7 separate regions of the Mus musculus genome follow, and regions 1, 3, 4, 5, 6 and 7 are each linked to region 2. The links are chromatin contacts, called in public HiChIP or PLAC-seq and promoter capture Hi-C maps. All regions are on one chromosome and are shown on one strand. The core of a region is the stretch at or near the end of the contact, and the rest is flanking DNA. Distances in the headings are between cores, read along the strand shown.

Region 1 (3,146 bases), core at 136-2,635, 320 kb after region 2:
CAAGCTGCTCACTGGGGCCACTCTGCTTCCTCCTTTTCTTTCCAGCATGAGGCCAGGAAGCAAGGCAGTCTCCCAGCAGCCCCAGAGGAGACTCCATCCTGTCCCCTCTCCCCCTCCCTCCCTACCTTCCTGGGACAGGAATAACAGGCCCTCTGGCCACAGGGAAGAAAGGGCTAGCAGGCAGTGGTGCAGCCCAAGGAAGCACTATGGGTAGAATTTGACCTTGGGCTCCTGCCAAGGACAAAGCTGACAAGGATTTGGGGGCTGATGCCTCAGACCATGGAGCAGGCAGGCGTTCTCTATGACAATCTAGAAGCCAATCTTTCCCTTTTAAATCTAGCATGTGGATGGGCCCCGGCTAGTGTGCTCAGGGTGGGGGTTGGGCACTTCTGACTTTACCTTTGCAACCTCTGGCTCAGAGTCTAGGGAAAAGGGGAAGCTATCTGGGCCTGAGCATCATAACCTAACAATGGGCCCATGTTCCCAAGGTATCCACAGAGCTCCAGGGCCCTGCACAATGGGCTCCTTTTCTATATCTGCATCACACAGCCCTGTGAGGAAGACATTCTTCCCACTCTGCTGAGAAAGGCGGTTCTGCTTCCCTCTCTTGGGAGTTGGAGAGGGAAACTGGGTGAGTGATTTCACCCAGCACCTCTTCAGGTCTTGGTTTCCTTGGCTGTATGCCAGGACTGACAGCTCATAGCGATTATGAGCAGGGGATTCTCAGAGAGGTTCCCTAGCCTGCTGTGGGATACACAGGTCCCCCTGGCCTGGGGCCCACTTTTCCATGGGTTGTGCTCTGATTTCCTCTCTGCAGTGGGAAGGTCAGCTGCCTGGGACTGAGGATAGGCAGGCACCTGTCCTCTTTCCTGTCAAGATAAGCACCAGGAGAGAGGCTCAAAACAGTCCTCAGGCTGGTTTATATTCTATTCAGTTCTGGGTTGTGAGCAACACCCTCCCCCCTTCTCCTCCTTTCTTGAGCTGAGGATGGGAAGGACCCTCCTAAGGTGGAGGCAGCCAGTGGAGAGAGGAAGCGCAATGCAGTTAGGCTGCCTGCACATAAGTCCCCAACCTGAGGACTTTGCAGCCTTTGGGGAGGAACACCTTCCCCACCATAGGAAACAGCAGGAAAGCCAGAAGGCTATAGTCCCCCAGAGCAGTCTTGCCTCTTCAGGCAGCAGTTTTGTTGTGCCTGACTCCTCCGGTTGCAATGGAAACAATTAGGGCAGAAATAGGAGGGGACCAGCATACTTAGGTGGGCAGGATCCAGGCAGCCAGCACCAGGGTCCAGACTTGCAGTTTGGGGCATAAGCAGAGAAAAGGGCCCCCAGGCCCATTTGCAGGCCAAGGATTATCTTGGCCTTGGGGCCAGGCCACGAGTAACAGTGACAAGCATCCCTTAGGGTCACTCTCCCATATTAGAGCCCTGGGCTAAGCTCAGGGATGACCTCTCAAGCCTTATCAGTCCTTGGAGTAGGGACCCTACTTACTCCGTGCACAGAGCTGAGACCCACACTCATACAGCCAAGCCTAGGAGCCTACTCTCAACAACAGAATCAGCATTAGCTCTGGACCTTCACACCTTGGAAGCTGTCTTACTACCTGCTAGGCAGCTACTGCTTAGAGGCTCCCAGGCAGCAAAGCCTCTCGATCTGGTGAATCAGCTGCTGTCATCAGCTGCTCAGGTGCTTGTTGCCTGTGTCCCTGTCACCGGGCTGTCACAGCATAGTCCACTTGTTCTCCCCAGGTGGGTGCCTGCCCTTAGAGGTCTACCTGAATAAGTGGCTTCCTGTCCACTCCTACTTTGTCCTCATGGTCAGACAACTGCCCCTACCCCTTTTGTCCTGTTGTGGCTCATAATTTGCAGGCCTGAAGCCAGGGGAGGCACAGTATGTCATGGGAAGGCCCAGAACCTTGATTAGTGTACCTCCCCAAGCCACAACACACTAAGCCACCCATGCCACCCATGATAACTATGGTCAAATGTTCTGGTCCGTGTTACAGTCAAAGCCAGCTGCAGGCAGACAAACTGATGGGCTGTGTAGGAAGATGTGGGAGGGGAACCCTTGATGGTCTCACTGGGCTGAACAGAGCAAAGGGCAGCTTCAGCTAATCACAAGTGGTCTGTCCATCTTCAGTACTAATCAGGCCTCACTGATCTGATGGGAGGTCACATGAGGCAGACCTTAGTGAGCATGCACCACTGGCAGGAGTTAAGGGCCAAAGGGTAAGAAGAACATGCCTCATGGGGTGTGTGTCTGTCTTCAGAGACCCAGATCCATGTGTACATGAGTGGACAACCAGCCCCAGGGGCAAGGTCAAGTGGCTAGGATGGAAGAACCCAGAGAACAGGAAGTTTGGCCACTTAGAATTAGGTGAGAGGAGAGGGGCTAGCCTAAGCCTTGAAGGGCAAGATGATGGGTTGTTGGTTCTAAGAGAAGCTTAACATTTACAAAACCAATAAAGAAGCACTGTGGTGGTACATACATAGTCTCAGCACTCGAGACACTACAGCAGGAGGATTGACAGCTTGGAGCCAGCCTGGGCTATATGGTGAGACTCTGTCTCAAAAATAAGTAAGCAAGCAAGTAATTAATAATTAGAAAGTTAAACAAATCCAAACAAGGCTCCTGAGGCAGTGCCACCACCCACATGGCCTCTGGAGGACCTGTCCGCTGCGTGGCCCCCACCTTTGGGCTCCGGGCCGCTGGAGTTAAAGTGCATCCTCTTCTGGCATTCCGTGCAGCTCATGAGGAACCGAGTCACAGCCTCTCTGGGGAGGAAGGCGTAGGTCTCCGCGATCTGCCAGAAAACAGTTTGCACATCATGTGCCATCTTGAAGGCAACTTAGTCGCCAACAACATTGAGGGGCCAATGGCCTCTCTTCCTTTCTGTAAAATGAGCCACTTGTTTTTAAAACTTGAATAAAGGGGATTAAAAAATGAAAATTAAAAGCATTTAAACATGATCTAGTTTTAAACCTCTAATAAACAATATTCTTATCAGAACATTTTATGGCTGCCACTAAAAGGTGAGCTTGTGAACACTGCTCTAGAATACAACAACCTCTCCTCTTAGAGATGTATAAGCTAAGACCCACTTGTAAATTCACTGGCCTAGTAGCAAAGTCCAGTGTTCCACCACTG
Region 2 (2,928 bases), core at 69-2,568:
AAGAGAAAAAAATTCACCTTTTGACAGGAGAACCAGTATGCTCATAACATGCAAGAAGGAGAGGCTTGTTAGTAGACATTTATGCAGAAAAAAATCCACCACGGTAGTAATCAGTACTGACCACAGTGGTGGTCAGAGCTCAGCTGTTCCTTGCCAAGGTGCAGAAGAGATAACTAAAAATCTTAAGACCAGTTTTGGCACAGTACTTAAGCAATGCTGAGTTTTCTGTTTAGCCCGTGGCTCTCTTTATGGCTCAGGATGGTCTTGAACTCACCATGCCTTCCTTCCTCAGCATCCTGAGCGCAAAAATTACCAGTGTGAGCCACTGAACACGGATAATGATAAAGATGATAGTAACGATGATGACTGAGGCAAGGTCTCACATGTCCCAGGATAACCATGAACTCTTCTTGCTGGACCTTCTGAGTTTGGGGATTACAAGTCCCAGTGCTAAAGATTAGGCAGGCTATCTGCTAAATTAACTATATCCTCAGAACTCATTACTACTCTCTTAACAGCTTTTTGGATCCATCTAAGAAGACCGCACTGGCTCTTTGTACACTTTACAGTGGTATATATGAACCAAACAGTCTTTCTCCATTATGATCCTTTGAGTCCTCCCCAGACCCTTTTAAGTCAATACTGGAAAGTTAAGTTTAAGATGGTTAAGTGACTTGCTTCAAGTCATACATTAAGCCAGTTAGAATGGAGAAGTCCACATTGAAAAATGTCTCCTTTCACTAAGTGTTCTGCTTTTCATTCACTCATTTAACAAAGCATATTGTTTGGGACACCTACCATATGTGTGAAGGAATGTACATACGTTATATAATGACAATTATTTATTGAATACTTTATATGATTGTGTCAGTGGATACTTAACATAAGCCAATTATAAAAATAATCTAGAGCTGGGCGTGGTGGCGCACGCCTTTAATCCCAGCACTCGGGAGGCAGAGGCAGGCGGATTTCTGAGTTCGAGGCCAGCCTGTCTCGGAAAACCAAAAAAAAAAAAAAAAAAAAAAAATCTAGAAATCTCTGCCCCATTTCACTGACGACAAAAACGCAGTGTAAGGGAAAGACAGAGTCCTACCTTCATAGTTATTACGGCCGATTAGTAAGACTATATTATAGTCAAATAAATATTTAAACATATAATTACAAATTACTCTAAATCAGAAGCTGTCAGAGAGGGTTTACCATGCTTTCCGTTTCACAATTAAGGTCCCGGGTAACCCTGGCAACGACTCTTTCTGCCAATACTAAAGAAAGCATCCAGGGAGCGCGCCTATTTCCACACACCCCCATTACCCACAATGCAAAAGGAGTAGGCGGAGGAGCGGGTCTGCCAGAAGTCAATATGGCTCCAATAGTTACACCGTACGTTCTCTTCACCTAGTCAGAGACCTCACTGCCAAGGCCAATCTGCCAAGGAGAAATTAAGCTTCTTTTACCTCCTCACTACTGCGACTACAGAAGAATCTGAAGCCAGGAGTCCCCTTAGTGGAGCTACACTCCGTAACCACAGAAGCACCACTTCCGCTGACGTCATCACGCCGACACGTGGATCCAAGATGGCGGCGGCGATGGTGAGTGAAGGAGACTCCGGGAACCGGAGCTGGAGCAGGGCCCCCCTGGATAGCCCAGGACCTTCCAGCGCCCCATGCCTGGTTCCCAGCCTCCTCCAGAACCCCTGCTCGGGTTACCCTTGACTGGGTCGGCCTCTACAAAGTCCCTTTCTCTAGCCTTGGCATGGCATCTAGGCTTGTCAGGGCCTGGAGTTTTAGGGGAGGTGCCGCTTGGAAGGAAGACTTCGGCTCATGCCTTCACGGTTCTCATTTCAGCTTTCGTTCCCGCCCCTTGTCACCCCTATTTCCCATTTCTTCCCCTCCAGGCTTTGTCTCCTCCCGAGAGGCCCCCGTTATTTCTGCCTTCGCTCCTCCTCCTCACGTTCATACCCAGCTCTCCACATACCCATCAGCCTAACCAGTCTGCGGGTGCCACCTTGCTCGCACCAGCCCGAGCCTTGTCCTTACCTGCACCCTCAGCGGTTCCCATAGCGCATCCCGCTTGATTGCTGCTGTACCAGGGCATCCCATGCCCATCATCCCATCCCCAGGCCCTGCCCTTCTCCTGCCTTTTCTGTCAAAATCTGTCTCTCCTAAAGTGCTTTTATCCGATTGGTTCTTAAACCCCACTGTGCACGGGGATCTTGGGTTGTTGGTGGGGAGGCATGTTTAAATAGTTTCCTGAGCATCACTCCCAAAGATTGCAATACCTTAGGCCATGCTCAGGAATCTATAGTCTCACAAACAGTCCTGTGTTTATAATGGAGGTGGTCCCTGGGTTACCGTTTAAAAACACCTCTGGCCCTGCCTGTCTGTATCCCCCTCCCACTCCACACAGCTCCTTACAGATAAAGGGTCACTATCATGAAGCTGACTAGAATTAAGTCTCTTTGTGGATGAGAGTGGAGGTAATATACCTGTGCCTGAAGGATGAGTCACTAGCTGACTTCTGTTTATCAACCACAGAATTAAGTTTTTGAAGGTCAGATTTTCTAAGAGAAGTTCACCTCAAATTCTGTTTGCCAAGAAATGAGAACAAAAGTCGAAAGTGAATTTTCCTGGGTGGTCTTGTACATTGCTGCCTCAGAAGATAAAATTAATTCCATCGTGGTAGTGAATGACAAGAAAGACTCAGAGAAAAAGCTTGTGACATTTGACTCTACTGAAGGAAAATTCTTGCTTAAGTTATTTGATGTTGGTTTTCTCTAAACAGGGCCAGGTTAATTCATGAAAGGAGTCTGTCCTGTTAGCAGACGGCTGACTTTTTTTTTTTTTTTTTTAAATTAGGTTCCTTGTTTATAACCCCAGAAATCAGGTAAAAATGTTCAAGGTTTTGCGGATTGTAACCCCTTTTGTGGAG
Region 3 (3,262 bases), core at 66-2,565, 490 kb after region 2:
CCCCAAATAGTCGCCATTTGCCCATTTACTCACTAACCAGGAAGAAGGGCAGGAGGAAAGCTGTGTTTAACAGGAGTTAGAACCCCAGAGGCAAGAGACCTGTGGAGATTCATTCATTCATTCATTCAACCAACTTGTATTGAGTTAATTCCTTTTGATGCTAGCCTCCCTGTGGACCTGTGCTCCTAGAGAGATGTGGCTTCCAGTTTCCATCTAGATGGAAGATGGAAGCCACCTCTGCCCCGCTAGGAGATGCAGACAAGACTATACAAAACAATCTCAGATGGGTTTCAGTGTTATAGGATTTGAAGACTGTTCTGTTTGGTGATAAGAAAGCCTCTTCTTGTGACAGATCTGGGGAAACAAAGTCTGAAAGGAGGAAAGAGGCCAAAGCTTTCCTTAGAAGGACAATGCTTGGTGTGTAGGAGGAGCAGCAAAGCAGAAGAGGTTGGAGTGAAGTCAGGGAGCCAACAAAATAAAAGATCCGTGAAAGCTGAGCCTGCACGTGCTAGGCCTTGTATCGAGCCGAGCCTTTGCAATCATTCGATTTGTTTATCCCTTTAACATATATTTATTTAGTGTCTACTTTAGTGATCACCATCTAATGTATGGAGACAGACAAGCAGGAAAACAAATAAACATGAACGCCAGGTGCCTATCATAAGTATTTGTGTTTCTCCAGTGGTTCAGCGTGGGCCTTTTGGCCGAGGCAGCCCTAAGCTGCAGGGTAGGGCTCCTCCCCAGCTGGCACGAGGAACCCAGGTAGTTGGGGGAACATGTATGCTTTTTCTTCCTCCAAGGCCTCCTCTCCCCTCAAGATGGCTGACAAAGGCCAAGCTAGGTGAAAGCAGGAAGCAGAACGGGGGTCCCCAGCGGGTGACCCATAGGGCCACTACAGCGCCCTGGACAGCTTTGCAGCGGAGGGATGGTCGAAAAGCCAATGCAGGGTTGCTGTGTGACTCCAGCAGGAGCTCTTCCCTCTCTGGGCCGCTCATCCAGACCTGTGAATGTGCTTGTATGTGCGTGTGTGCATCTGATCTGGATTGGGGGACAGGAAAGGGGGTGTCTCAGGTGGAGAGGGCTGGGAGCTATCCGTGGGCTCTGGTCATCTAGGAGGGTGACCCGCAAGGCATAGGGGGCCCAGGGGAGGCTCCCGAGGAGGCAGGGCGAGGAAGCTCGGGAGGGATTTCAAATCTCCCTCGCCCGTCCCCTAGGCCCGGCCGGCCGGTGAGTGGCTGCGGCGGGGGCGCCCCCCGGGCGGGGGCGGGGCCAGGGCCGGGCCCGGGCTACAAGGGCAGCGGCGCCGCCCCCTCCCCACCCACTCCCGTGCGCGCCCGGCCCGTAGCGTCCTCGTCGCCGCCCCTCGTCTCGCAGCCGCAGCCCGCGTGGACGCTCTCGCCTGAGCGCCGCGGACTAGCCCGGGTGGCCCACTGGCGCGCGGGCGAGCGCACGGGCGCTCCAGTCCGGCAGCGCCGGGGTTAAGCGGCCCAAGTAAACGTAGCGCAGCGATCGGCGCCGGAGATTCGCGAACCCGACACTCCGCGCCGCCCGCCGGCCAGGACCCGCGGCGCGATCGCGGCGCCGCGCTACAGCCAGCCTCACGACAGGTGAGCGCCACGCGCCCCTCGTGGGCTGGGACCTGGTGGTTGGGGCTGTGTGGGTTCCGGGACGACAGGTCCCCTGGTGGCGCCTGGATGTTTGCCGGGGTTGGGGAGAACGGGGCGCGTGGCGCTTAGCGGGACGGGGACACGGGACTGGGCACGGGGACAGAGGAAGCGAAGTCCCCGCTGCACTCCGCCACTCTGAAGAGTTGAGGGAAGGAGACCTGCAGCAACTTTTCTGGAGTGTAGAGTTGAGAACACTTGGGAGCGGAGTGGGGCCCGAGCGGTGGCTGTCCCCGGGACCCAAAGTCCTTACCTAGCCCAGTTCTTACCCAGAGCCTCCTCGGGGAGGAAAGGCTGGGATGTAGAGGCAGAAGTTGTTTTGTCAATGTAGTAGTGGTTGTGGATCCGTTCTGACTTGGAACCTCGCACTCCCAGGTTGGGATGGCGCTCTGGGTACCGGCAAGTGGGGATGCTAGATGGGCGTTGTCCCCGGGGTCCTCCGGAGCGGAGCCTCTTGTGCTGCAGCGTTGCCGGCTGCTGGGAGGGGCTGGCTGAGCACACCTGGCCGGGGAGGAGCCAGCGGGGGGCGGTTCCTCACCTTGCCGGCTGCCCTAGGGGCTCACTTTCCATTCTTAGCCTTCTTCCGGGGTGAGGTGGCCCCACTACCTAGTCCATACACTGAGTCCTTAATTATAAAATGACCCTCTGCCTCCACTTCCTAGCGGTTAATCGTCCGTGCTTCAGGGATTGCTTAGGGATACCTGTGGAATCCGTCCAGGCTAGAGGTTGCAATCAAAGCGGAGACCTACTTACTGCGTTCCCAAGGTTGGACTGCACGGAGGGGAAGAGTTTCTTGCTCCAGTCTCACCTGTGGCAGCGGCAGTCCTGTGATCTCCATGCCTCTGCCTGTGATTCCCTGTGATTTCTGCTTTGCACTCGGAAGCATATGAATTAAAATGAATTAAGGCCTCAGTAGAGTGCTTCCGGACTTGTGGATGTTGTGGGCTTTGGGCTGGTGACACTCACCGACCTTCCTCTGTCCACCAGGCCCGCTGAGGCTTGTGCCAGACCTTGGAAACCTCAGGTATATACCTTTCCAGACGCGGGATCTCCCCTCCCCCATCCATAGTGCCTTGGGACCAAATCCAGGGCCTTCTTTCAGGTAAGCTACCCACCACCACTGCATTACACCTCCCAGCTTCAAGGTAAACTTCCGTAAGGTTGGTAATACACCAAGCACCATCTTTATTGTGTGGTTGGCCTCATTACCTCCCGGCACATGGTTGGAAGCAGACTGCCCATCTCGGGCAAGCACTGTCTTGGATTTGTGCTTAAGTCCTACTATTGCAAAAGCAATTACAGTTCTATCCATGTGCTTTAGTTGCTATAGAAGGCCATGTGCAATAGAAACAGTTCACTAAGATTAGGGAGGAAGCCAGCTTGTGGGGTCTTCAACCCCCCCATCTTCAAGGTGGGATAAGCACTCAATGGCACAGCACCTGGAGTAGGCCTCAGTATGCGAATGTTGAGGTACGCTGGGCCGAGCGGAATGGAAAGTCACCCCTGCCAGCCCCTCCTTTTCCTGCCTCCCCGAGGTACTGTGTTTCATTCTCAGCTATGGAGGCATTTCTGAACCATCATTGTCTGTGGCTGGGGAG
Region 4 (3,033 bases), core at 74-2,573, 420 kb after region 2:
AGCAGTCTCTTACAGTGGGACAGCTCGGCTTCAGTCCCATTCAACTGGAGGTTACCCGAGCTGGTCCAACCCAACTCAACCTGACCTGGGAGGGGGCCGAGAAGGAAGCTGAGCATCATGGGTACAAAGGTCGCAGCTCCACCGTCTCCTTGAGGTTTCAGCCAGGCAGCTGGCTGTGTCCACCCCACATTCTGGGGAGGGAAATAAGTATGGGAGGGTGACAGGGGACACTTTGAGGTGGTGGCCACCTCTGTGAGTGAGAGAGGCAGCTGCTCAGCCAAGAACTGGGGGCAGGGGCGCCTCCTGCGGCTAATTAAACTGAGCCGGTGATGAATCGGTAGAGGTTACAGCGTGCTAATTAAAGGTGCTGTATCTTGCCTGGCAAGGATGGAAGGCACCAGAAGCTCTGCAACCACAAGCAGGGCCAGGCCTGTGAGGCCTCCCACTGTGCAGGTTCTGGGTTGTCCTTCCCTTCTCCGCCCCTCCCCAGAGGGCCGGCCCCCTCCCCACTTCCCTATCTCTTCTGCCCACCTTGGGCCAGCCCTGCCTCCAACTTCCCCCGCCTTCCCACCACCCCAAATCCTCCCCAGATAAAGGCGAGCAGAGGCGAAGTAGAGCCTGTCGCCCTTAGCCTGAATCAGTGGTGGGTTCTGCGGGCGGGCGCTGTGTTGAGCCTCCGTGGAGCTCCTTTTAACCCCAATTCCTAATGTGTCACTGCTGAATTCAAGTGTAATAGGAACAAGGCCACCAAGACTTTTTTTTTTTTTTGAGACAGGGTTTCTCTGTGTAGCCCTGGCTGTCCTGGAATTCACTTTGTAGACCAGGCTGGCCTCGAACTCAGAAATCCTCCTGTTTTTGCCTCCCAAATGCTGGGATTAAAGGCGTGCACCACCATGCCCGGCTCGACTTCTAGAATCTTAACTACTTTTCTGTTTTGTTTTGTTTGGGGCTTTATTTCTATTAGAGAGACAGACAGACAGACAGACAGACAGACAGACAGGCAGGCAGGCAGGCAGACATGCAGAGAGTTAGTTCCCAAACACTCTAGCCTTAACAATACAGTCATGTCTGGGGAAAGTTAAACAAATGACCTCTGACCTTTGACCTTTGCACAGAGCAGGGAAAAAAGACTCCAAAGCACCCAGTCCTGCCCCAAGTTGGTTCCAGGCAGAGGTGTGGCTCAGTGGCTCCCCAGAGACTTGAGTTAGAGTCCAAGCCCGGCTCATTTGCCAATTATGTTAATTGGCAGGAGAAGCAGCTGCCCTGTGCCTTGACCTGTACCCCACCTGGAAGAGCCACTGAGACCGCAGCAAAGGAGACAACTCAGGTGAAACTAGTCCAGAGTCAGCTCCGACTGCTATGAGCCACTCTGACCTTCCAGCACCGGGATCATCTGGTTGGCCTGGCACCAGAACAATGCACCCCCACCCCCACCCCAAATCCAAAAGGCTGCAGCCTGTGTCCTGGAGAGGGTGATGAGAAGGGCAGGTGAGATAGCGCAGCTGGTTAAGAGCACTGACTGTTCTTCCAGGTGTTTTGAGTTCAATTCCCAGCAACCACATGGTGGCTCACAACCATCTGTAATGGGATCTGATGCCCTCTTCTGGGGTGTGTGACTGAAGACAGCTACAGTGTACTCATCTAAATATAAATAAATAAATAAATAAATAAATAAATAAATAAATAAATAAATAAATAAATAAATAAATAAATAAATAGCACTGGCTGTTCTACTGGAGTAAGTTAAGGTTCAACTCTTTTTTGTTTGTTTTGTTCTTTAGTTTTTGTTTTTGTTTGTTTGGGGTTTTTTGTTTTTGTTTTTTGTTTTTGTTTTTTGTTTTTTGTTTTTCGAGACAGGGTTTCTCTGTGTAGCCCTGGCTGTCCTGGAACTTACTCTGTAGACCAGGATGACCTCGAACTCAGAAATATGCCTGCCTCTGCCTCCCAAGTGCTGGGATCGAAGGTGTGCGCCACCACGCCCAGCTAAGGTTCAACTCTTAACACACAGTTCTGTTTAACTCGAATTCCAGGGAGACCCAATGCCCTGTTCTGATCAGCACACCAGACATGAGCATACATGCAGGAAGACCACTCATACACGTAAAATTCAATAAAATATTTCAAAGGATAAAATTTAGTTTGTTTTTTTTTTTTTTTAATTAAAAAGGTGACTGGCAGGATGGTGGCAGCATATGCCTCTAATCCCAACACTCCGGAGGCAGAAACAGGCAGATTTCTGAGCTGGAGACCAGCTTGGTCTACAGAGCAAATTCCAGGACACCCAGGGCTGACACAGGGAATCCTTGTCTCAAAAAACTAAAGACAAAATAGAGTGATTAGAGATGCTGAGTGGGGTGCTCATGAAGGGACTCTCCTGTGGAATGGGCTGCCGGATACAGAATTCAGCATTAGGCTTCACAAAGGAGACCAAGATGAACTTGGGACTCATTACTTCTCAGGGGACCCCAGTCTGGAATCAGAGAAAAAACAGTCACACATCTGGAGCTATGGGTCCAGGGTAGAGTGCTGGCTTGACATGTAGAAGGCCCTAGGCTCATCCCTAGCACCACAAAAGTGAACAAATTTAACTAAAAAGGAAAAGAAAAAAAAAATCCAGTGTAGAGACACACGATTATAATCTCAGCATCTGGTCGGCAGAGGCAAGGGGATAGGGGCTTCAGACCAGCCTTAGCTCCTTAGTAAGCTGAAGGCCAGTCTGAGCTGTAGTGACTCTGTCTCGACCCTCACCCAATGAAAGAACGCAGGCACAGGGAGGCTCTGGTGTCTCTATGCAAAGGCCTGAGTAGGAAGCGCTGCTGGTTTTGGAGGTCAGCTGCAAAACAGAAGGAAGGCAACTTTCTGACCTTGTTGGAGGGGGAAGCTGCTTTGTGGGTTCTGGGGGACACGGGCCTGATCACTCTAAGAAGCTCACAGACATCTGGAATTTCAGATACTGTGGTTTCAAGGACGGCAGGGTCCACAAATCCATTCATGTCTTTGAAGGGCTATGTTATCCCTCTTCATGGCCAGGCA
Region 5 (3,321 bases), core at 706-3,205, 370 kb after region 2:
CCTCGCAGATGGGCCGCCAGCCCTCTGCGCTCGCGGCTCCCACTCCCCGCGGCCTGCAGCCCCGTCCCCTGGGCGCGGGGGGGTGGGGGGAGGCGCCTCGGGCTCCACTCTGCCTCCTGCCTCCCTCCCTCGCGGTCCCCTCACCCCGCGGGCCCGGCCCGGGCGGCCGCCGGAGGGGGAGGGGACAAGTGCACTTTTCGTAACGACCGAATCAATTGTGTGTGAAGAGCCCGCTCCGGCCGGGGACAGGGCTGAGCGCGGGGCGGGCGCGCCGGACGGGGGAGGAGCGCGGAGGGGGGAGCGGGGGAACAGGGAGGAGGGAGGCCGGCGCGGGGCGGCCGGGCTCTAGTGCTCCGGCCGGGCGAGGCCAGGGAGGGGCGGCGGGGAGGAGAGCTAGGCTGGCCCGACCGGGCCGGGGACCGAACACACTACCCGAAGGTCTGGGCAACGGAAAGTTCAAAGCTCAGCAGCGCCCCGAGAGCAGCCGCCCCCCCCCAGCCCCCACCCTCTGCAGAACAATGAGGTCCCGGAGGGGGGAGCCGCGGGGCCCAAGCCTCACGCCCTCTCGGGGCGCCCCGAACCGAAGGGGATGCCCCCGCCCGGCCACTGGCCACCAGCCTCCTTTCCCGGGGCTGCGGTTACCCGCCCCCCTCCCCAGCGCCAACCGGGCCAGCCTGAGAGACGGGGGAGGGGAGGGGATGAATAGGTCATGCCGCCCCCGTCCCAGGGTGGGGGGAGCGCGGGGCCCGGGGGGCGGCGGGGACGCCCCACCCACCCTTGGGAGGCTGCTCCTGCGCCAGGCTGCGGCTCTGGCTGCCCCTCCCCGGGCCAGTGCCGGGTGGGGTCGGGGCGACAGTGCCAGGGCTAGCCCCCTCCCCTAGTGCGGGGAGGCCCAGTGGACTCCCCGTCCCGCCGCTGCCCCTGCCTCCCCACCCCCGCAGCACCACCCTACACACACACACATAGATACACGCGCGCGCGCACACACACACACACACACACACGCACACACACACCGCCCAGCCGGCCCGGGGGCGGGAGCGCGAGGCGCCCGGGACAGGCGGCCTCCGGGCGGGAGGGGGGGAGGCTGGAGCTCCGTAGCAGCCGCCTGCTGGCTGGGGGGAAAGGGGGAGGGGAGGGGACGAGAGGACAGAACACGCTGGGGTGAGCAGCCCGGGACAGCCCGCCCGTCACGGCCATGGCCCGATCAGCGGCGCAGAGGGGGCAGGGACGCCCCAAACCCCGAGCGCTGCCCGGGCGGGCCAGGGAGGGCTAGTGAGCAGGGACACGCACGCCCCGGGTGGGCTAGACACACGGACAACCCCAGAAACACACCATTCGGACACACATCCACACCCCCACCCCGCCCCCGCCCTCCCCAATCCCGGCCACGGGACTAGCCCGCGGCCGCCGCGCGCGCACTCACCGAGCCCGTCTTGACCGGCACATACACCACTTGGCCCATCTTGGGTTCCCGGCCGCTGCCCAGGCGGAAGCCCTTGGAGCGCACCCAGAACTGGAACTTGCCTTTCTCGCCCGCCGCCGGGCCGCTGCCCGCGCCGGTCCCGCCGCCACCCTGCAGGACCTCGGCGATCCGCTGGTATTTGCTGCGTGTCACTGTCTTGGTTTTAGCCGAGTCGCCGTAGGTGCGCAGGCACCAGTCCCGGAACTGGCGGCCCAGCTCCGAGTCCCCGGGGCTGCGCTCGCGCTCCCAGCCCCCGCGCAGCAGCAGCGTCGGCTTCGGCATCCTCCCGCCGCGCCCGGCGCCCTCGGGGGCGGGCCGGCCACCGGGCCGCCCGGTGCTGGAACTGGGCTGGGCTGGGCCGGGCTGGGCAGGGGCGCGCCGCGGCCCGGGCTGTCCCGCGGTGTGGCTCTGGCGCGGCTGCTGGATGGGCGCGGGCGGCGGCCGGACGCGCGGGGCTGCGGCGCGCTCTGTCCTGCTCGGGCGGCGGCGGCGGCGGCGGCGGCGTTGGCGGCGGCGGCTCCGACTCGCCTCCTGCTCCGCCTCCTCCTCCCCCCGGCCGGGATGCAGGAGAGATGGAGGCAGCTCCGGGCCCGGAGGTGCAGAGGGGGCGGGCCGCCCCGCGGGCGGCCAGGGGAGGCGGGAGGCGGGGAGCGGCCCCGGGCACGGGGAGCGAGACCGAGCCTGGGCGCGGGCGGCAGCGGTGGCTGTCAGCTTGCGCGGCTCATCCTGCTCCTGCTCTGGCTCCGGCTGGGGCTCCCGCTGCTGCTGCTCTTCCTCCTCCTCCTCCTCCTCCTCCCGCGCCCGCCTCCACCACGCCGCGGGATCCCACCTGTTAGAGCGGCGCAGGCTGCGCCGCCGCCCGCCCCCCTCCCTCCCGCGCCCGCGCGCCCAGCCCCGCCCGGCCCGGCCCCTGGGGGCGCGGGGGCTGCTGCACCCGCAGCGGCCGGGAGGGCAGCAGCGGCAGGCGCGCGGTACCCAGCTAGGGATCGTGTTCCATCCGGCTGGTTCGGCCCACAGCCTGGAAGGCCGCACTCTGTCGGGACGGGCTGACTGTCCCGCAGGCAGTAGGGCACAGATCATAGCCCAGACACTGGCGTCCCCAGCCTCCCCGATTGGGTCGTCTTAGCCGAGGTAGCCCAACCCTGGCGGTGTGGGACAGGCTCCTCTCCTCACTCCTGCAATTGGCCTGACCGCTCTGGTGTCAGTATGGGTGCCAGAATAGGAATGTTCCCCCGGGGGGGGGACCCCAAGCCACCACCCTTTGGACCCCCAAACTTTCTCTCCTTCCACCTCATCTGAATTCCCCCAAGATTGGCCGGCCTTGCCTTAGTGTAGGTGGGGGTGGGTAGCCCCAGGCCCTATAGAAGTCACCTTGTCCGGTGGCCTTCCTGGTGCCAACCTCACTGAGCCTCTGAAGACCTTGAACACACCCACAAACCCATTCTGAGAAGCCTGACCTTCCCGGATGCACCTTGGCCTAGAATCCCTTGGAGAATAAACTTAGTGATCTCACACCCCCTCCCACCTGAGCAGATCTGACCAGTGTAGAACTTCCTCCTCCCCTATGAATTATAAGCATAAATAAAGGTTCAAGTCAATCCTCGAAGATTTCTGCCTTCCTTTCTTATCAGGGCATAAGAAATTACTGCATTATCCTTTCTGCTGTCCCCTGGCGGCCACCCCCATGTCATCAGGCCACTCTTACAGACACATTATCACTCAAGAGTTGAGTCCCAGAACAGGATCATTTTCTGCCTAAGAACTCCAAGGTGCCCATACCCGAGTCATTGAGACAATTGTGTGCCAGGCCCTGGCAGCTGTGAAGCCATCCCCATCTTAGAGAAGGGGGCCTCGGG
Region 6 (2,983 bases), core at 281-2,780, 400 kb after region 2:
CAGAGCCAAAGGGGCCTTGGTAAACATCAAGGTCTGCCTGCCTCCCCCTGTTGTAACAACAATATGAAAAGACACCGTTTCTAACTGTAACACTGGCTCACACTTCCCACGAGCCAGGTGCCACACACACTCTCCGCTCTGCTTTCTTTAAACCCTGCACTGTCTACAGGAACACATCGTGCTACATCCTAGGCTTTCAAAGAAGAAAATCAAAGAGCAGAAAAACTGACTCAACCCCCTGAGGTCAGAGGCCGAACTCCTGGCTAACCATTGAACAGCACGGCCAGATAGCTTGGAGTGGTAAACGGGACTCCATAGCACTGTTGAGACAATGACAAGAGTCCACACAGCTTTTTTGCTGTGTGAACTTAGACAAGTCTCGTATCTCTCTGGCCTCAATTCTCCTGCCTACAAAATGAACATAAACAATCCTCACTAATACAGCTTCCACAAGAGGGAAGAAGGAAGGCTGGACCTCCTACAATAGGATGGGTAAGGTGATTTGGTGGTCTCAAGGCCCCTCCCCTCACAGGCGAAACAAAAACAAAAACAGAAAAACAAACAGAGCCAATCCTGCTAAAGGCAGTGGCAGCGTGGTGCCTCTTTGAGAGGACCTGGGTGACTGAGCCATAAACATCGTTCCTAAGGGAGCTCCAGCAACCACAGCGTGTAGCACTCCTGGAGAGGGTTGGCATTGTTGGTAGTTAGATTTGGTGTCCTGGGTCTGTGGCTAGCAGCTGAAGAGAGGGACATGCACGGGCCCAGTTGAGCCCTAAGTACTGGAAGTCTGGGCACACCCGCCCGCCCCCATACCTGCTATCACCGTCCCACCTGGCAAGGGGAATGGTGCTTCCCCTGAGACTCCCCTGGGCTGTGCCAGCCTCCTGGTGCTGACAAAGCCTCCTCCCCTGCCCCCAGAGACGAATGAGCCTGTGAGAGTGCCAACAGAGGGAGCTGGGGGCTGTGCCTAGGGCTCATGCCACCCGCCCCGACCTTCCCAAGGCGCCCATGTCTCCCCCTGCCCCTTGGCCGCGGCTGGGGCGCCAGCCCCGTTGCTATGGCTGCCGCTCTGAGGAAGCTGCAGCTGGGTAATTATTGCGAACATCCATCCTGCCTCCTGCCCGCCCCAGAGCTGGGTAGCTAGCTGGTGGCCAAGGCTAGGACAGCCCCTCCTGGGCTCCCCACTGGCCACACCCAGCTAGCCTGGCTAGGTGCCCACTGAAGAGGAAAGGAGGGAAGACAAGCCGACAGAACAGGAACCGACCGAAGGAGCCCCCAAACTCCTGCCCTCAGCCTAGCCCAGCCTCAGAGCTGACCAACCAGACTGGCTCTTATTTTTCCAGCTGCATATGAAGCCAGCCTGAAAGCCTCCAGGGGCGAAGGGAAGCTGTCCCTGCCTTTCCTGGGTAGGGGAGCCTGTGGGAGTGTAATGACTCTGGCCTCTCACACAGCGACTGTCCCACTGCACGAGGAGTCCCCTGGGGCCCCACTGCAGGGCTCTGCCACCTCCTCCGCCCCAGAAGCTCGCCCTGGCCCTGGTGTCTAAATATAGCTCAGTCTGGCTGTGCTTGAAGTCACACAGACTCCTAACTGCCCTGGGTGGCCATGTGGAGGGTAGTGAGGGATATCCATTCAGCTACCCCAGACCCATCTCAGGAGCGCAGAGGGCGCCAGGCACCCAGCTGGGCTTGGTGCACATGGGAAGCTGGGGGGTGGGGGCTCTTGCCTTTCACACAATCCCCTCCAGTCCTGCACAGATATGATTAAGAAATTCCCTCTTAAAGAGAAGGGGAGGTCTCCTCACCCAGTCTGGGGACAGCAGGAAAGGGGGAGGGGGAGCAGTGCCGCAGAAGGCTTGCCAGAAGCAAAAGGACAGGTCAGAGTAGAGGGAAGGACAGAATGGCCTAAGGGAAGAGACCCTGGGATGGTTTCCTGTGATAAGAGCGTGGGGTGTACCACAGCGGCACAAGGCTCTGGGACAGTAGCTGGGACAGAAGGCTGCAGAGCACAAGGACACTGCTTTTCTTCCCCTTGGCCTCACTGTGCTCTGCACCGCTGACCTTGGAGGGTGCTTGGCAGAGGAGGTGTGCCCGGATCCTAGTATCTAGGAGTTCCTGAGACAGGAGCAGTCCCAGGGGAAGTAGGGCAGGTGGCAGGGCAGGGTAGTGGGTCATAGAGAAAGAAGAAGAAGAAGAAGAAGAAGAAGAAGAAGAAGAAGAAGAAGAAGAAGAAGAAGAAGAAGAGGAGGAGGAGGAGGAGGAGGAGGAGGAGGAGGAGGAGGAGGAGGAGGAGGAGGAAGAGGAGGAGGAGGAGGAGGAGGAAACAGGACGTAGGGGCGAGAGGCTGCGTGCCCTCCCATCCCCCTCCGCGGTCACAATGCCACCTAGTTTTGTGTCAACTTGACCCAAGCTAGAGTCGTTTGGGAAGAGGGAACCTCAGTGGAGGAAATGCTGCCACCAGATCGCCTTGTGGGACATTTTCTTGAAGATGATTGTGCGAGGGAGCCTGCTTTATTGTGAGTAGTGCTACACCCAGGCAGGTGGCCCTGGGTTAAAAGAAAGCAGGCTGAGTGAGCCTGAGGAGTAAGCCATTAAGCAGCACTCCTCCGTGGCTTCTGCTCCAGTCCTGGCCTCCAGTTTCCACCCTAACTTCCTGCCCTGACTTCCCTCAATGATGGACTATAATCTGTGAGGCAACACAAACCCTCTCCTCCGCACGTTGCTTCTAGTCATGTGTTTCACAGCAAAACAAAAACCCTAACTAAGACAGTCCAGGGCCCCTCAGGGGGACATCTGCTGAAGGAGAGCTCAGGCTGGTGCACAGACAAACCTAGGGCAACTGTCCATTCAGTGGCGAAAATGGCTAGGGCCCCAGTCTTTGTCATAGGGGCATCTCAGTTTTGATGTTCTTTAGGTGTCTGTCACACTTGCAGTCACAGCAATCAATCTCCCCCAATGACTTTCCCATTCCACAGCTCAGGCTG
Region 7 (3,106 bases), core at 153-2,652, 450 kb after region 2:
TGAATCACAGCTAAGGGACAGATGAGACCCTCGGGACATCTATTCATTCACTCATTCAATAAATATTTATTCAAGTCAGGCATGGTGACTCATCCCAATACCAGGGAGGCTAAGCAAGAGGGTTGCTGTGACTTTGGGGTCAGCCTGGGCTGCAGAATGAATTTCAGAGTATGCTGAGCTACAGAGTGAGACTCGGACTCAGAAAGCAAATTTAAGCAGGAGGTGGTGGCGGCCCCTTTACTCGTAGCAGTTGTAAGGCAGAGACCAGTGGACCTCTGAGTTCAAGGCCAGCCTGGTCTACATAGTGAGTTCGTGAACAGCCAGGGCCACACAGGGAAACCTTGTCTCAAAAGACAACAAGAAAACAAACAAAAACAATAACAAAAAAATAAATAAAGCTAGAAGGACAGTGGCATATGCCTATAGTCTCAGTGTTGGAAGACCTGAAGTCTCAGTGTTGGAGGACCGGAAGTCTCAGTGTTGGAGGACCGGAAGTTCAAGGTCATACTTGGCTATTGTTCGGAAGCCAGCCTGAGTTACATGAGAGCCTGACTCTAAAAAACAAACGCCAAGCTCTGTGCTGGGGGAAGATGATAAAAGGGGATAAAGCCCTAGGACATGGCGGGGCCTGAGATGAGACAGACAAGCGGCCAGGGAAGTCCTTTTAGAGAAAAGGACAGTGGAGCTGAGCCTTGATAGTGAGGAGGAGTTTGCCCAGAGGGAGGCAGGGGGCGCACAGGTCAGAGCAGAGCTGAAGTACTGAAGTCACAGCACTGGACACCACACAGCCAGAAGCAGCAGGGCTGGACCTCCCAGTACTATCTAACAGAGAAACCGAGGCACAGAAGCAGGCTATGATATGACCCTGCAATAGTTAGAGCCTGCTGTCCTAACTGCCACTCGGGCTAGGCACCCAGCCCTTTGTTTCAATGGTCTTTCTTTATTCACATGGCCTGTAAGTTCACTGCACCCACTGGGCCTGGGCTCTGACACTGGGCAGTGAGCACCAGGGGTCACTAACTAGTACTCTAATAGGGAGTCAGATAAACTGGCTCCTAGTGTCTCTCAAGCAGGGCACAGTGCCCCAAACCTCCAAATACTGATGAAATCAGCGGCCCCTGTAGCTCCTTCAAACACACTGTTGCTTCTGGTCCTCACTGCTCCGTGCTGAGAGCCGCCTTCTGTAAACACCGGCCCAGGCAGTATTGAGAGTACTGCGTGCTTCCAAAGAGCCATGAGCCCAGGCCCTCATAACCTCCGCACCATAGCAAAGGCCATTCTGTAGCAATCTAGCTAAAGAGCCAGCTCAGCTCAGCCTTCCAAGACGCAAGCTTGTAGGGCAGTGTGTCAAATGTCCTTGGCAAACCCAGACGCTGTTACATGCCAGCTTGCCAGTCTACCTGACAGTGCCATACGCCTGTATCCAGCAACCACATGCCAAGCACCGCCCAGGGTAAGGGACCAAGCCCAGCTAGGGGAGGCGTTGGGGAACAGCGCTGGGCCTCCAGGCTTGGTTTATCAGCTCTCACAGAGGGCAGAAACCACACAGTCAGGAAATGGCAGGTGTGAGAAGAAGAGGAAGTATATGGGCTGAAGCCATGGCTCTTCCCCGTTCCCTGGTGACATCCCTGCCTCTTCTGGTGTCCAGGGCTTTTGAAGTGACCACAGCCCCAGACTCTGCCAAGGATGAACCGGAGGCAAAAGGGGAGCAGTAGCCGGGCAGTGGTGGCGCACGCCTTTAATCCCAGCACTTGGGAGGCAGAGGCAGGTGGATCTCTGAGTTCAAGGCCAGCCTGGTCTACAGAGTGAGTTCCAGGATAGCCAGGGCTACACAGAGAAACCCTGTCTCCAAAAAGGGGGGTGGGGTGGGGAGGGAGCAGCGAGCAACCTTGGGTTCAGTAACTAATACCATAAAAATAAGTGCCCAGGGGGTGGGTCGGTGGGAGGGTATGGGGGACTTTGGGATAGCATTGGAAATGTAAATGAGGAAAATACCTAATAAAAACAAAAAAGTGCCCAGTAAAGGGTAGGGAGAGGGACCTCACTTCCCCCTCTCCCTCCTCAGGAAAGATCTTTTCACAAGAAACGGGTGTCAGCTATGGGGCTCAATAGACCCAAACCCTAGGAAATGGAATGCCTAGTTAGGGAAGCAGGCGTGTTGAAGAATTAAGTACAGGGACAGAAGTCCCCACCAGAGCACTGTGGGCGAAACAAAGAGATGGTGACCTCCATGGGGAGGTCAGTATCTGTCACAACGCAAAGGAGGCTGAACAGGGAAAAGTGCAGTGACATCAGTTGCCACCCCCAGCCGTGCTGGCTATCCAGAAGGGCAGCGGACTGAGTCCCAACAGACGCACGTGCTTCTGCGGACTCACTCCTCCAGCCAAGGTCTACACTCATGGAAGTAGTCACCCCTGCCTGGCTCCTGGTCAGCATGAGTAGGGCCGGAGAGAGGAGTTGGCACACTGATTCAAAGGTAGTCCCCAAGGAAAGACTGGGGCCAGCTTCCAGGCCTGTGTATTTTTTTTTAGGTCTATCTATCTATCTATCTATCTATCTATCTATCTATCTATCTATCTATCTATCTATCTATCTATCTATCTATCTATCCAGACAGGATTTCATGTTGCCCAACCTGGCCTCAGATTTGCAAAGCTGGCCTTGAATCCCCAGTCGTCTTCTCTACACATCCCAAGGGTCAGGATTACAGGCATGCACCACTACTGCCACTCCTGGAACCTTTCATCTTGTTTTTCTGTCCCTTGGCTGGCAGGACAGGCCTCTTTCCAGAGACTTGGCACAAAATTCCAAGGCTTGGCCTGCTGACAAGGCGGTGGGAGGAGGCCTGCGCCAGAGACTCCTCCCCACTCCACTCTGAATTCATCGCCACTGCTGACCGCTAGAGGGGGCTGGAGCCCAGTGACCCCTGCCATTATGAGTCTCGGAGCCGGCAGTCACCATCACCTCAGCAGCCCCTAAGGTCTTTGTCTCTGCTCTCTGAGGCCTGTGCTGGAGGGCAGGGGCAAAGCTAAGCAGGGGCTGGCCTTCCTGGGCTCATCTCAGCGCCCTTACGGAGCCCAGTGAGGCAGGCCACAGAGTGAATAAA

What was found. Promoter capture Hi-C pulls out the DNA fragments that hold promoters and counts their contacts. HiChIP or PLAC-seq counts read pairs in DNA pulled down with a chosen protein or histone mark.
Region 1: a promoter capture Hi-C map of trophoblast stem cells shows a contact between it and region 2, with 4 times the contacts expected there. The contact joins the enhancer-like site here to the promoter of Tm9sf4 in region 2. A contact is called at or near these places in 19 of 39 promoter capture datasets (the 3T3-L1 cell line, 3T3-L1-derived adipocytes, the C10 cell line and 13 more), 15 of 484 Hi-C or Micro-C datasets (the AML12 cell line, the G1E-ER4 cell line, the N1E-115 cell line and 3 more), 19 of 115 datasets of contacts at active chromatin or transcription factors (DN3 thymocytes, the NIH/3T3 cell line, the SCID.adh cell line and 10 more) and 3 of 9 other capture datasets (adipose tissue, embryonic stem cells and pancreatic islet).
Region 3: a contact with region 2 is called in a FOXA1 HiChIP or PLAC-seq map of pancreatic cancer cells. The contact joins the promoter of Dnmt3b here to the promoter of Tm9sf4 in region 2. A contact is called at or near these places in 19 of 39 promoter capture datasets (the 3T3-L1 cell line, the HPC-7 cell line, cranial neural crest and 12 more), 2 of 484 Hi-C or Micro-C datasets (CD4 T cells and pro-B cells), 10 of 115 datasets of contacts at active chromatin or transcription factors (effector CD8 T cells, embryonic stem cells, large pre-B cells and 4 more) and 2 of 9 other capture datasets (adipose tissue and liver).
Region 4: an H3K27ac HiChIP or PLAC-seq map of embryonic stem cells shows a contact between it and region 2, with 7 times the contacts expected there. The contact joins the enhancer-like site here to the promoter of Tm9sf4 in region 2. A contact is called at or near these places in 23 of 39 promoter capture datasets (the 3T3-L1 cell line, the C10 cell line, the HPC-7 cell line and 16 more), 1 of 15 datasets of contacts at CTCF or cohesin (embryonic stem cells), 53 of 484 Hi-C or Micro-C datasets (the 63-12 cell line, B cells, CD4 T cells and 24 more), 29 of 115 datasets of contacts at active chromatin or transcription factors (the SCID.adh cell line, astrocytes, effector CD8 T cells and 13 more) and 3 of 9 other capture datasets (adipose tissue, embryonic stem cells and liver).
Region 5: a promoter capture Hi-C map of embryonic stem cells shows a contact between it and region 2, with 2.3 times the contacts expected there. The contact joins the promoter of Nol4l here to the promoter of Tm9sf4 in region 2. A contact is called at or near these places in 20 of 39 promoter capture datasets (the 3T3-L1 cell line, 3T3-L1-derived adipocytes, the C10 cell line and 10 more), 3 of 484 Hi-C or Micro-C datasets (natural killer cells and regulatory T cells), 6 of 115 datasets of contacts at active chromatin or transcription factors (DN3 thymocytes, bone marrow-derived macrophages, embryonic stem cells and 2 more) and 3 of 9 other capture datasets (embryonic stem cells, liver and macrophages).
Region 6: a contact with region 2 is called in an H3K4me3 HiChIP or PLAC-seq map of bone marrow-derived macrophages, with 4 times the contacts expected there. The contact joins the enhancer-like site here to the promoter of Tm9sf4 in region 2. A contact is called at or near these places in 16 of 39 promoter capture datasets (the 3T3-L1 cell line, the C10 cell line, the HPC-7 cell line and 13 more), 3 of 484 Hi-C or Micro-C datasets (cortical neurons, cumulus cells and embryonic stem cells), 12 of 115 datasets of contacts at active chromatin or transcription factors (the 230-238 cell line, the HPC-7 cell line, the SCID.adh cell line and 6 more) and 3 of 9 other capture datasets (adipose tissue, embryonic stem cells and liver).
Region 7: a promoter capture Hi-C map of the HPC-7 cell line shows a contact between it and region 2. The contact joins the enhancer-like site here to the promoter of Tm9sf4 in region 2. A contact is called at or near these places in 22 of 39 promoter capture datasets (the 3T3-L1 cell line, 3T3-L1-derived adipocytes, the C10 cell line and 16 more), 12 of 484 Hi-C or Micro-C datasets (B cells, the G1E-ER4 cell line, adipose-derived mesenchymal stem cells and 4 more), 16 of 115 datasets of contacts at active chromatin or transcription factors (the SCID.adh cell line, cardiomyocytes, embryonic hindbrain and 6 more) and 3 of 9 other capture datasets (adipose tissue, embryonic stem cells and liver).

Annotation. Positions count from the first base shown.
Region 1 is chr2:153,475,181-153,478,326 of GRCm38.p6, forward strand. Nol4l (nucleolar protein 4-like) reads right to left here. Exons shown (of 11, transcript NM_001134300.2): 3 at 2,691-2,802. Among named protein-coding and RNA genes, the nearest start is that of Nol4l, 53 kb to the right of the region's middle. Within about 2 kb of position 1,386, at least 25 of the 459 cell types and tissues checked have an H3K27ac peak or open chromatin away from gene starts, as enhancers often do. A contact at or near this core is called in trophoblast stem cells, where this site is marked.
Region 2 is chr2:153,159,983-153,162,910 of GRCm38.p6, forward strand. It overlaps Tm9sf4 (transmembrane 9 superfamily protein member 4), which reads left to right and starts at 1,319. Exons shown (of 18, transcript NM_133847.3): 1 at 1,319-1,589. The coding sequence starts at 1,575.
Region 3 is chr2:153,648,134-153,651,395 of GRCm38.p6, forward strand. Dnmt3b (DNA methyltransferase 3B) reads left to right here and starts at 1,316. Exons shown (of 23, transcript NM_001271744.1): 1 at 1,316-1,607.
Region 4 is chr2:153,583,343-153,586,375 of GRCm38.p6, forward strand. No RefSeq gene overlaps it. Among named protein-coding and RNA genes, the nearest start is that of Commd7, 48 kb to the right of the region's middle. Within about 2 kb of position 1,324, at least 42 of the 459 cell types and tissues checked have an H3K27ac peak or open chromatin away from gene starts, as enhancers often do. A contact at or near this core is called in the G1E-ER4 cell line, the HPC-7 cell line, the SCID.adh cell line and 2 more, where this site is marked.
Region 5 is chr2:153,528,016-153,531,336 of GRCm38.p6, forward strand. Nol4l (nucleolar protein 4-like) reads right to left here and starts at 1,956. Exons shown (of 11, transcript NM_001134300.2): 1 at 1,427-1,956. The coding sequence starts at 1,747.
Region 6 is chr2:153,559,836-153,562,818 of GRCm38.p6, forward strand. No RefSeq gene overlaps it. Among named protein-coding and RNA genes, the nearest start is that of Nol4l, 31 kb to the left of the region's middle. Within about 2 kb of position 1,531, at least 171 of the 459 cell types and tissues checked have an H3K27ac peak or open chromatin away from gene starts, as enhancers often do. A contact at or near this core is called in the 230-238 cell line, the HPC-7 cell line, the SCID.adh cell line and 7 more, where this site is marked.
Region 7 is chr2:153,606,874-153,609,979 of GRCm38.p6, forward strand. No RefSeq gene overlaps it. Among named protein-coding and RNA genes, the nearest start is that of Commd7, 24 kb to the right of the region's middle. Within about 2 kb of position 1,403, at least 150 of the 459 cell types and tissues checked have an H3K27ac peak or open chromatin away from gene starts, as enhancers often do. A contact at or near this core is called in 3T3-L1-derived adipocytes, B cells, the G1E-ER4 cell line and 8 more, where this site is marked.